4 separate regions of the Mus musculus genome follow, and regions 2, 3 and 4 are each linked to region 1. Evidence: chromatin contacts called from public promoter capture Hi-C data. All regions are on one chromosome and are shown on one strand. Each heading gives the region's core, a stretch centred on a gene start, on an enhancer-like site or on the middle of the called end of the contact. The rest is flanking DNA. Distances are from core to core; before and after follow the strand shown.

Region 1 (2,900 bases), core at 127-2,626:
GGTGGACCTGGCACCTTGGGCCCTGTTGAGGAGGATTGGCATCTTGTGCCTCCTGACATTAGCAGAGACCCACATCTGAGTGAACACATCCTACCACAGCAAGAGGTCAGAGAGCAAGAACAGGTAGTTAAAATCTTTCCAGCCCAGGCTCTCCACTTAGCCTGTCAGAAGGCTTCTGGGACACTGGCAGGGTCTCTTCCCAGCCGCTAGTGCTGAACTGGGAGTTCTGGGCTTCAGGACAGAGCCCACTCTCCCCACCTGAGCTCCAAAGGTTTCTGCCTTGTTCCTTTCTTACACATAAGCCAGCCCCCACCCTTTTCCAGTAGCTGGGGACACAGGCCTGGAAGAGAGCAAAGCTATCCTGCCCAGCCCAGTCCTGTGTCCTGAGTCACAGGCTGCGCCCAAGGGCTTCCCCAGCAGCCTCTCCCAGTCAGCCTGTAGACTTGGATTTAGAGGTGCAGGAGGGTCTGGCTGCTGAACCAGAGAGGGGCGCTTAAAATCAAGAGACTGGCACAGTCTTTTGGAAGGATGGGGGAGGGGGTGGCTCAAAGAAAGGGGGAGGAGGCAGAGCCAGGGAGGGGCATAACAAAGGGGCACTTTTGGAAACCCGACCTGCCGGCTGAGGTGCCTGCTCGCTGATGACGCACTCCTAACCTCCACACCAAATCACAGAACTCAGGGGCTGCCGGTCTTTGGCCTCCACCCTTATAGACAGCGCCACCCGACAAACCACCTCCGGATCCCAGAAGGCTCGGTGTTGAACAACTCCAAGCCGGTGGAGCCAGCCACAGGATAGGCATAGCCAGGCCTAGACATGGAGGCTCTAGGACTTCTTGGACAAACTTGTTGAACTTGGTCTCGGTGGGGAGGTGGGGCCAGCTGGTTACTGCAGCGGGGAAGGGGCGCTGCCTACTAGGGTTAGCCATACAGATAGTGGCGCGAAGGGGCGGGGGGCGGGCTTTTTACAGAGGCCCCTTCTAGGACTTCAGAACGGGCGCAAGGAGAGCAGTTGGGGACCCTCTAGGCACCCTGAGAGATGATTTGCTCCTCCAGCTGGACGCCCCATTTCCCCTGGCTGGCCTGAAGAAACGCCTAATTAGCGTAGGAGATGAGATGGCCTTGCGCTCAGTGGCAGCCAATGGCCGGGGTCTCCGGCGCGGGAGTCCGTCCCATTGCCAACTTCAGGAGTCGAAGGACCAAAGAGCAAGCTAGAGCCACCATGCCGCCGCCGTGCCCCCCAGCTCCCCCTCCAAAGCACTCACCGTGTCCTCTCAGGGGCCCTCGGTGGGTTAGGGGGATCTGGCCACGCTCAGTTCGGAGTCCTACCACTCCCGGGTCCGGGCCACCGCCTCCTGGAGCGCTTCGGGCCCTCCCCCGGGAAGCCCGGCCCCCCGGGCCCGCCCTCTCCGCGGAGCCGCCGCCCCAACCCCACCGACAGCATCCCCGCAGCGGGGACTGCAGGCATCCCTGCGCCAGGTGGCTCGGGATGCGAGCCATAGGATCTGCTCCCCGGGTGCAGAGAAAGCTGGAGCCAATAGTCTAAGGAGGTGCAGCGAGGCTACCAGAGAGCTGTGAGCTTTGTCGCTCTCCGACCTTTCCAGAGACTAGGAGGCCGGTGGGAATGAGCGGGAACTTGCACACTAATCATTAGGGTGGAATTCGGGGACAAAACTGAGGGGGCATTCTTTGCTGAGAGCACCTAGAAAGTTAGAGGTTAGCTACAGGGAGACAGATTCATAACCACCCACTCCTTGTAACCTTGAATGAGGGTTAGAGATACCTTCAGCGGTTATCTGCCCAAGATCTCTAGTCCGGCCGAAGCGAGACTAGAAAAGCCATGCCTACCTAGAGCAGCTCTGCTTGCAGCTTTAGCGCGCATTCCGAGACCTGAGACAAACACGCGGTGGGAGTGGGACAAAAAAACACGAACTCCTCCCCCTCCGTGTTCACGGTTTCAGATTTTCTATCTCAACATATCTTTAAATCCCTTGGTCTCACCTCCTAGTTCAATGTAGACTTTTTCCGAATCGTCTCGATGCCACCCCACCCTAAATAGATCCCTTCTTCACTGCTCCACCCCCAGCCTCTCGGGATTTCAGAGCTTGTGGGTCTGTTATTTATATTCACTGGAGCGGTCCAAGAATGTTCTGAGGCTGACCTAATCTCCACCTGCTCGGCTTCTCCGCCCCTCCTGCTCTCTCCTGAGCCGGGTGACCCCGCAGCGGTGCCCCTGACCCGAGAGACAGGAGGGAACGCGGGCCAGCGGGGTCCCAGGCCTCTGGTGCTCAGGGGTCCTGGAGTCACAGTTCGCTCCGGGTTGGAGAGCCCAAGGGACCGCCCCTTAGGGGACCGTGCGCGCTCTGGGAAGCAACCGGCCTAGCTGCTCTCTATCCAGCACGCACATTTCCAACCCAGCCCCCTCCACGCCCTTAGAAGTGTGAGTACGTGCGCGCGCGGATTTTTTAAAAGACAACTTTAAAAATAACAAAATCGTGTTGTTTCTAAATCTGGAAGGAATCACTGACGTGTGTTCTTTGCTCAGTAGAGTCCACTCACAAAATGGGAAGAGGGGCGGCTGAGGATAACAACGGTAACTTAGGAGTGACACCAGCTGCTGGGGGCTGACTTAGGAGCGTGAAATGGTCTCCTTTAGTTGCCTGTGTTGTCTCAAAGACGAGCATCACCCGTGGCCTGAGGACTCTGGCCGCGCGCGTTGTAGCAAATCTCAAATAGGAGATTTGAAACCTGAGGATGTGGTTTCTGAAACCAATTTCAACTCCCACTCTCTTAAGGCTTGGGCAAATCTTTTCTCTTTATCTTTTTCTGCCTCTATAAAACCTGACAGGTAACCCAGCTGACCTACCACTGGGCCGTGTGCCCCAGTTAATTAATGATTGTTA
Region 2 (3,030 bases), core at 518-3,017, 390 kb after region 1:
AACCTAGCTAGTGTCATATATAATACTACAATAAATTTGGGGGTGGGAGGACACAGTAAAGACATACCCACCAGGTGTTTTCAGAGTCAGCTTTACATATTTCTCTAATGTTTGGGCTTTCTCTGCCACACCACTGTGACCCTTTCCTGGGACTTATCTCAAGGGCTCCTCAGCACCCTGGTTTTGCAGCTCATTTGGAATGACTAGGTACCTTAGCTTTCTCTCATTATTTCTTCCTGTGCAGGGTTTCATTGCCTTCTCTAAACCATGCCTTTCCTCTGCTTGGCTTAGCAATGTTTCCCCAGGGACAATGAGGAACAGCTAGGCTGAGTACCCGGCCTTCCCTGACAACTGCCAGTTTATTCCCAAGAGGAGCCCAGTCCTCGGCTCACTCGCCTGACACTGAAAATAAGTCAGGGATATGTTTGTCCTTTTGAGAGCCCTGATTTCCAAGGACTCACCTTTCCTTCCAGCTCTTATGCCTTTTAAATAGTGTTAGTTACACCCTCTGTGATGCTAGGCTGGCGTCTTTGGTTCTGTCCTCCTTTCTCCCACTGAGAGACTTTCTGCAAATGGCATGTCCTCATTTCTTCTTTAGACCTTCCTATACTATTTGTACCACATTGCCATCTAGTTTCTAAATTCGAGATAACTTTTCTCTGACTTCCTTAACTCATTTAAGCATCGATTCAGTCTCTCCCCACCATGCCCTTTCCTCTTAAGTTAGCTCCCCCTCTTTCTGATTTTTGAGACAAAGTCTCACACCATAGCCTAGGCTGGCCTCAATCTTAAGGCAATAGTTCTGCCTCTGCCTGCCAAGTGCTGAAATTATAGGTGCCAAGTCTGGCTGTGGTTCCTGGCTTACTGACTGACAGCACCAGGTGTCCCTTTTCATGATCAGAAGGAAGTTTAGGAGAGAAGCTTCAGGCAGCCAGAGGGGGGCTGCAGCGATTGCCATTGGTTCCCCTAATTTGTCTCTGGATCATGGGAATCGCATATCAAATATCCAGTATAGCAGATATTTACATTACTATTCACATCAGTAGCACAATTACAGTTATGAAGCAGCAATGAAAATAATTTTATGATTGGGGGTCACCACACATGAGGAACTGTATTAAAGGGTCACAGCATCAGGAAGGTTGAGAACCACTGGTTTAGCTGGGGGAGATTATAGTGGCTGCAGCACTAGCTGTGTCTCCAGTCCACTGCTATATAGCCACTGGAATGTGGCTAGGTGGTCCAAGATATCCTTCCAAAGGGATTTGGCTTCCATGTCTCACTCTGTGTCTGGTTCCTCCCACATTATCATCAGTTACACCCAGATGTGAATTCTACCTCTCTGGTGCTTACTAACAAATTTACATCGTTTTTTGTAATTGTTTTCTCATTTGGAAACTGGGGATATTACCTGGATTGTGGGGCCACTGCTAACACATGTGTGTACCTGGACTCCACTTAGCTCAGGGGTTCTCATGGGTCTTACATTCTTGGTGAACTGTCCCCACCCTTAGCTTTATTCTGTAGCTGAATTTTTATTGTTTTGTTTTGTTTTTTCCTTTGTGGCTCTGACCAAGGGGAGGACAGAAATGTAGATGATTTGGGGAAAGTTAGGCAATGAGGGGGTGGACAGGAATTTCAAAGAGGCGAGGAGGAATTAGGCTGTTTAAAACATCTGTGACTGCAGAACTCTACACCCACTTTCCATTTATAAATAGCCCTGTCTCTCAGCCCAGCTCCTCCTGCACAAAGGCTGCATGGAAGATAACACAGATAGCAGCTGCTGGCGGACAAACATAGAGCAGAGGCTGCGGACCTGTGCCTGTGGGGCTTGGGCTCAGGCTGCAGGATGAAAAGAAGGCAGGGAGAAGTCTTGAGAGCTGTGGGTCAGAAAAAGATACCACCCATGGCCCTTAGGGTAGATAAAACTGCAAGAGACTCCTGTGCCCTAGCCACAACAGAGCTAGCCTGAGGCTTATCTACCTTCTGTCCTCCCTCGGTGGACAGAAAAGATAGGAGACACACCTCTGAGGCAGCACTCCTGAGAACCTAGGGTGATTTTTCTGAAGAGAGGCAGGGCAGAGAGGACTCCAGGGTTTCTGCCTTAGGAAACAGGGTGTTGATAACATGTCTTAGAAACTTGGAGAGCAGAAATACTGCTACAGGCTTGGGAACAGAGGCTACTATGTAACTCAGTGTGGGATTCTGTGAGACACTCAGGCAGGTCTGTGCGGAGACAGCTGGACACATATCCAACAAGTGTCTGCTGAATAGTAGAATGTGCTGGTCTCTGCTCCAGGTGTTCCTTCAATGGCCTTGAAGAAAGGGTAGGACAGCCAGAGAAGCAGTCCCGCTGCTCTTCAACTCCTTTATGAATTTTATTGACTTTGCTGTTATCTGTAAAATATCCCCTATCCTAGCAGTAATAGCTACAACGCACCAAATGCTAACTGGACCCATATACTTGATTTAATACTCCAGTAAGCATTATTTCTTATTTTAGAGATGAGAAGGTTGAATTCAAGAGGATTAAAGCTTTAACTTATAGTTCAATTGTAGAATGTTTGCCTTGTATGCACAAACCCTGGATTCAGTTAACAGCTCCATAAAATCAAAACCAAGAGCCGGGTGTGGTGGCGCACGCCTTTAATCCCAGCACTCAGAAGGCAGAGGCAGGCGGATTTCTGAGTTCAAGGCCAGCCTGGTCTACAAATTGAGTTCCAGGACAGCCAGGGCTATACAGAGAAACCCTGTCTCAAAAAACTCCCCCCCAAAAAACAAACAACCCCCCCAAAACAAAACCAAACCCCAAACCAACCGAGCAAGAACCACAAGTAACTGATCTAAAACCCCACAGCTGGTGACAGAGCTAGAGACTGCTCCCATTCCACCATCCTGTCTCTGGTTTTAAAAAACAACTCGGTCAGAGAGATGGCTCAGTGGGTACAGGCACTTGCTGCCAAGCCTGGTGACTGGAGTTGAATCTCTGACATGTTCTTAAAGGAGAGAACTGACTCCTACAGGTCATCC
Region 3 (2,970 bases), core at 400-2,899, 430 kb before region 1:
AAACTACAGTTCATGCTGATGAGAGCTGAAAGCCACCCTTCCCAGAATGCATTTGAGAGAGAGAGAGAGAGAGAGAAAGAAAGTAAGTGCTCGTGCGCACATCACTGTCATAGTGGAGATTTTTTTTTTTTTCCGAGTCAGGGTTTCTCTGTATCGCCCTGGCTGTCCTGGAACTCATTCTATAGACCAGGCTGGCCTCGAACTCAGAAATCCGCCTGCCTCTGCCTCCCAAGTGCTGGGATTAAAGGTGTGCGCTACCACGCCCGGCTCATGGTGGAGATTTTAAGTGTCCCTAGCCAAGCTGTCCAGAAGTAAAGTTGTGGCTTATATTTAGAGACTGTAGCATTAAGGTTCTGGGTAGACCTGAAGTGACTATGCCATAATGGGCCCTCTGGACTTGAAGGTGACTTGGAAGATATTCTAACAAATACTGTATTGTGCTTCTTGCATTACAGGCAATTTGAGAGGACCCCACCTATCATGGGGATTATCATTGATCACTTTGTTGACCGTCCCTATCCCAGCTCTTCTCCTATGCACCCCTGTAATTACAGGTAAGGGCTGAGACGAGTCTCCCCCAAGCTACAGCTAAGCAATAGCAGCCTCGAGCCATGTGGGTAGAAATGAAAAGGCTAGTTTTGTTCTCGCTGCTGCCTGTTAGGTACACCAAGGCCTGAGCCACCGTATCTAGGAACTAACTGGGTGTTCAGGTTTGTGGCCACATCACCTCCTCCAGGTTATTTGGGGACTGCAAGATGTCGGGACTTTGTGAACTATGAAAAATGGTTTTTGGTTTGCTGTCTGGCTTTATAATCTCTGGCTAGAACTCGTTGACACAGCTCCCAGCCTTTCCTAAGCACTGTTTGCATACTTTCTGAAGTCGGCTATTGTGATTATATAAACTCCATCGTCGTTCCTCCCTCCCTCCCTCCCTCCCGACGGTAGAACTGCTGAGGACGCAGGGGTCGCGTACCCGTCAGTGGAAGACTCTCAGGAAGTGTGTACCACATCTTTTTCCACATCCCCTCCCTCCCAGGTAGGAAAAGGGTTATGGGGGCTGTGTGTATTCGTGTGGGCTTTAGGGAATGTTGTCCAAACTTAATCTATGCCCTTTGGTGATGAGATCACTCTAACATGCATGTGTTGATTTAGTTGCTCCATTTTTAGTTTAGTTTTGTTTTGTTTTTGTTTTGTTTTGTTTTGTTTTCAAAATAGGGTTTCTCTGACTAGCCTTTGCTGTCCTAGAACTCACTCTGTAAACCAGGCTGACCTCGAACTGAGAGATCCACCTCCCTCTGCCTCCTGAGTGCTAGGATTAAAAGTGTCTACTACCACTCCTTGCTTATTTTCTTAATAAGTAATAAATTTCACTTCATAATAGTAGACTATGTACCAAAGAGCAGGAAGTACTTAATATAAAATTGAAAACAACATGCAGAAGCACTGCTTTTCTTCAAGCTGATACAGCCATCTGCCTGCCTGGCCACGCCCTCTCTACCTGCCTGGCCACGCCCTCTCTACCTGCCTGGCCACGCCCTCTGTCCAAGCATCTCAGCCACTGACTTTCCCACGGGAGCGAGTCTTGAGTGGCCACACAGTTCCTTCAGTAAGTCCTGCCCTGAATTCTGATGCCAGCATCCCCAGGAAGCGCAGCGCAGCCTTATGTAATCAGCATGGGCTGAGACTGACATCACCCCACACTCCTCAGGCTCCTTTACCTTCTGCCTCGTTGCTTCATCCTCTTCCCATCTAACTTGTTTAGGTTTCTGTTTTTAAGGTAGTGCTTTGCATGGATTCTTGGCTGGCCTAGAGCACACTACGTGGACCAGGCTGCCTTTGAATGACTTCGTGGCCATTCTCCTTTTCTTGCCTTCTGAGATTACGAGCATGCACATCATGACTTCTTTTGTTTGTTTGAAACAAGGTCTCATAACTTGCAGTGCAGCCAAGACTGTCTTTGAACGCCTGGTCCTCCTGTCTCCGTCTTCTAGGTGCTAGGATCAGGCATGTGTTCCCATGCTCAGCTACCAGTGTGTTAATTGGGAGATTTAATGTTGTTGTTTTCCATTAAAATTTTTTTACTACAGTTTTATTTTGGGGGGCTAGGGAACGCCATTTCTGCCACGTTACATGTGTGGCAGTCAGATTTAAAGCTGAAACAGGAGAACCCCAGATAATTAGGGTGTTTAAAGTAGCTTTGGAATCCTAAATGTTTAGCACACCCAAGCTTTTATTCTCAAGTTCTCCCAACTGCTAGACTATACACATGCGCGCGCGTGCACACACACACACACACTCACATACACTCACATACTGTATTCCCAGTCATTCCCAGGATGTCATACAGAAATGTACACCTAAGCTTACTAATAATATAGCCAGCAAATTTCAGCTTTTTGCCATGGTCTCTGCAGGCTGAGGGTGGGCTTCCTGAGCAAGGCCCTCAGTTCTGAGGTTGGTCTCCATAGGCTCGAGGCTCTCCTGAGGGAGCTGCTCCCTCACGTCCTCCCACACCTTTCAGCTAACGACAGATTAATGCCTGGCTCAGGCTTCTGTTTTGCCATGTCATTCCCACTTGAGTCAGTTCATTTTCTAGCTGCCTGTCAAAGAGGCACACCCTGAGCTAAATGTCCCCTCCTGGTTGCTGCTTTGGGAAGCCGGCTTGCACTCTTCTCCCTGCCTCTCAGTACTCTGTTCACTGCTCACTGCTGCCCCTTCTGGAGGTTTTTTCTTTCCCACTTCTTTCTCAAGTCCCTTTTCTTTTTTTCTTGTTTCTCCTGTCTCTCTGTGTGTCTGTGCACAGTGTGTGTTTACTGTCACAAAGGCACATTTTCAGACCCCTACTCCTGTGGTGACGGACACTCTGAGGGTCCCCATGGCAGGACTGGCCTTTTCCCATCAAGTGAGTTCATAATGGGAAAACGGGGATGATCAGATGGCTTCTTTCTACTTAACAAAATGAAAACAGAG
Region 4 (3,081 bases), core at 55-2,554, 450 kb before region 1:
TCTACTGCCTGGCATTTCAACTGAGAACAACACATGAGAACAAACAATTTACAAGGTAAAAGAGGTCTGTGGCAACCAGGAGACAGCTGACAAGTTGAAAACACCTTAAGGGTTACTCAGAGGTTTGTTTTGCAAAGCCCTATGGCTCCACAGATGAGGGAGTGCTCAAACCAGTCCAACTAGAGATGTAGAACAAAGGGGGGGTGGGGGGGGGGGAGAAAGGAAGAAAGACAGTCTGTGGCCCTGCCTGGGGACCTACACTGTCTGCTGTAACAGGCTTTCCCTTCATCTCAAGAGACCCAAATCCCGAAGCTTTAGGCTAGAAAGGAAGGAAGAGTATAAAAGGAAGGAAAGGAGGAAAAAGCTAAGTGAACCAGGTAGGTCTGGAACACCGAGGCCACTTTTCAACCCGCTTTCAAAACAGTATTAAGGGACAAAGATGGCTCCGAGGGCACAGGGTTTGCCTGTGAAGCCTGGTGAAATAAATTAGTTGGCTATCTGAGATCCATATGGTGGAAAGAAAGAATCGTCCAACACCCTTGCCACATCACGCCCGCCTCCAAAACATAAATGTATTTAAAAAGTTTATTCCTTTAAAAGCCGTGTAAGTAAAGATGCCCCAGCCAGGAATGGGCTCACTGTACTTGGGAAGTGTAGACCAGAAGATCATGTGCGAGGCAAGCGTGGACTACGAGCACCAGTCAAAACAAAGTAAAACAAAACAAAAAGCTCCTAAGGCTGGTCCAGCCTGTAATGTTAGCATTCTGGAAACTGGGTAGCATCGCCGCGTGCTCCATGCCTGCTGGAGCTACATTACGTTCAAAGCTAACCTGAGTTACACAGCGAGACCTTGTCTCAAAAATAGTAAGATAACCAAAGTCTGGCTGCTCGACCCAGAATAACCGAACGCTGATCGCCACCTTTCCGTAGCTACCGGATTAACCGGAGCACTCTCCACCCTCGGGGCCGAAGAAGGCCCGCCTCCGGAACCCACGGCCGCACACAAGCCGCCACGGTGCGCAACAGCCGCACCTCCCCTTCCGCGTCAGCGCCCGCCCCACGCCGCGTCATCAGCACCTCGGCCACCGCGGCCTGCGCTTCGCTTCCGTACATTCTACACGAAGCCCAGTCTCCAACTCCCTAAATTCCTTCCCAAACCCTTTTTTTTCTCCTAAAAGGCTTTAAAATTAATCATATGATTTATTTCTGGAAATAAGCCGCCTTTCTTGAAGACTCTGATGTACAGAAATATTAAATAGGTCGTTTGTGGTGTAGCGAAAGTGCAGCTGAATTTAGGCAGCTGCATTTCCTCCGTAGCGCTCTACCTCCCCACCGCCTGCACTGAAGCGGATGAAAACAAACACTAAGGATGGCGGCGCCGGGCAGCGACTGGTTGCTGGCTTAGGGCGGGAGAGATCGTTTGACGTGTGAAGGGGAAGCTCTGAGAAAAACCAGTCCACACCAGTCCGACAGCTTTTTCAGTTCTGGGATCCCGGAGCCTCGTTAGCGTGAGATATCTCTCTGCGACCTGTGCTGTCACTACCGCCCGGGAGCGCGGAACCCTCTGCTGGGAGGTGCAGTTGGCCGGCCCCAGGCCCCGGCCTCCGGAATGAGAGCCCGGAGCCACTCTCTGTGCCGTAGCTTCGCAGGTACTCACTTTTGAGGGTAATAACCCCCGGATCTTTCAGCGCCCCCGAGTGGGAGGTCACTGATCTGTGTTCCCTTGGCCACCACCTTGGGGACGCCCAAGCCAAGCAACCGAGGTTCAGTTCCATAATCCCCTGATTATGTTTTCTACGAGAAGTTGGGTTGGTGTAGACCCTGTTGGCTCTTGAGGCGTCCCAACCGTTACAGACATCCCCCGAAATTTTCTTGCTACTTTATTGTCTCTTTGAGTTATGTCAAAAAGATCTATTGGAGAACATTTGTAGGGCCGTAACTCCGGTGTTGGGTATCAAGGTAGGTTAGGTAAGTTTTCAGTCAATCAAAAAAAATTTTTAATGCCAAGTATGAAGTCCTCCTGTAAGTGAGGGTGACTTGACTAGTGAAAAAGGGGACTATGTTCTTACTGGCAGTGGAATAACCTGCGAAAACCTATTCTCATTAAATCTCTGAATTAAGTGGCTAAGCACCTTCTTGGGTTGTAAATCTCTCATTCACTTTTTTCCTAGTTAATCTGCTCAATCTATCCTCAAGGTAACATTCCTTTGTTGGCTCCCCCCTCCCCACTTCGGTGGTAGCCCGTAGCCCAGGTTGGCCTTAAACTCCTGTGCTTCAGTTATCTTCTTCACTCAGCCTCCTGAGGAGCTGAGAATACCGACGCAGGCTGTCACAGGCCTAGGTTGGGATAGTTGGAAACAGGGTTCACCTATGCAGCCAGGGTTTGTTTGCCTTGAGTTACTGATCCTCCTTTCCCGGCATCGTAAGTGTTGAGATTATCTAGCATATACCATCATGTCTAGTTTTGAAATTCTCCTAATGAAATATGTATAAATTTATTTATATGTATATGTTTATATGTATACAATAATTATATATCTATACACAAACACATACGTGTTCTTACTTGAGGTTTAACCTATCACTCTGCTCAGTCTACTACAGAGCTATATTCACAACCAATTAATCTCTGCTTTTTGAGACAAGATCTTTTTGTGTATTACACTTGTTGGCCTGGAACTCACTATGTAGACTAGGCTAGTATTGAACTTGTTAGCAGTCCTATTGCCTCTGACTCCCCAGGTCTGGGCTATAGGCATGTAATACAACCAAACAACACTATCTATCTATCTGCTCTTGTAGGTTTTTGAGACAGGATATTTATATAGCCTAGGCTGGTTTTCACTTTATATAGTTTTGGGTGACCTTGAACTCCTGAATCTCTTCCTCCTGAATACTAGAAGTGTGAACTACCATACCAAACACTATAGACTGAATTTAAATCTTTTAAAGGCTTATAACTCATTAAAATTATTTTCACATTCATTTTAAATACCTGCCTGCTTTTAACTGTAGAGTGCATTGGAGCAACTTATTAGAAAAGTCTTCTGCGGGGCTGGAGAAATGGCTCAGTGGTTAAGA

What was found. Promoter capture Hi-C pulls out the DNA fragments that hold promoters and counts their contacts.
Region 2: a contact with region 1 is called in a promoter capture Hi-C map of pre-B cells. The contact joins the enhancer-like site here to the promoter of Pacsin3 in region 1. A contact is called at or near these places in 18 of 39 promoter capture datasets (the 3T3-L1 cell line, 3T3-L1-derived adipocytes, the C10 cell line and 12 more), 2 of 484 Hi-C or Micro-C datasets (the C2C12 cell line and CD4 T cells) and 1 of 115 datasets of contacts at active chromatin or transcription factors (astrocytes).
Region 3: a promoter capture Hi-C map of liver shows a contact between it and region 1, with 2.0 times the contacts expected there. The contact joins the enhancer-like site here to the promoter of Pacsin3 in region 1. A contact is called at or near these places in 11 of 39 promoter capture datasets (the C10 cell line, cranial neural crest, embryonic stem cells and 6 more), 1 of 115 datasets of contacts at active chromatin or transcription factors (stem cell-derived neural progenitor cells) and 2 of 9 other capture datasets (embryonic stem cells and pancreatic islet).
Region 4: a contact with region 1 is called in a promoter capture Hi-C map of neutrophils. The contact joins the promoter of Atg13 here to the promoter of Pacsin3 in region 1. A contact is called at or near these places in 11 of 39 promoter capture datasets (the C10 cell line, cranial neural crest, embryonic stem cells and 7 more), 7 of 115 datasets of contacts at active chromatin or transcription factors (astrocytes, double positive thymocytes, embryonic stem cells and 4 more) and 2 of 9 other capture datasets (adipose tissue and pancreatic islet).

Annotation. Positions count from the first base shown.
Region 1 is chr2:91,255,289-91,258,188 of GRCm38.p6, reverse strand. Pacsin3 (protein kinase C and casein kinase substrate in neurons 3) reads right to left here and starts at 1,376. Exons shown (of 11, transcript NM_001289678.1): 1 at 1,263-1,376.
Region 2 is chr2:90,869,193-90,872,222 of GRCm38.p6, reverse strand. No RefSeq gene overlaps it. Among named protein-coding and RNA genes, the nearest start is that of C1qtnf4, 15 kb to the left of the region's middle. Within about 2 kb of position 1,767, at least 110 of the 459 cell types and tissues checked have an H3K27ac peak or open chromatin away from gene starts, as enhancers often do. A contact at or near this core is called in 3T3-L1-derived adipocytes, the C2C12 cell line, hippocampal neurons and 1 more, where this site is marked.
Region 3 is chr2:91,682,735-91,685,704 of GRCm38.p6, reverse strand. It overlaps Atg13 (autophagy related 13), which reads left to right. Exons shown (of 17, transcript NM_001355419.1): 9 at 456-554; 10 at 946-1,036. Among named protein-coding and RNA genes, the nearest start is that of Atg13, 26 kb to the left of the region's middle. Within about 2 kb of position 1,649, at least 24 of the 459 cell types and tissues checked have an H3K27ac peak or open chromatin away from gene starts, as enhancers often do.
Region 4 is chr2:91,708,815-91,711,895 of GRCm38.p6, reverse strand. Atg13 (autophagy related 13) reads left to right here and starts at 1,304. Exons shown (of 17, transcript NM_001355419.1): 1 at 1,304-1,649. Harbi1 (harbinger transposase derived 1) reads right to left here and starts at 1,044. Exons shown (of 3, transcript NM_178724.5): 1 at 645-1,044.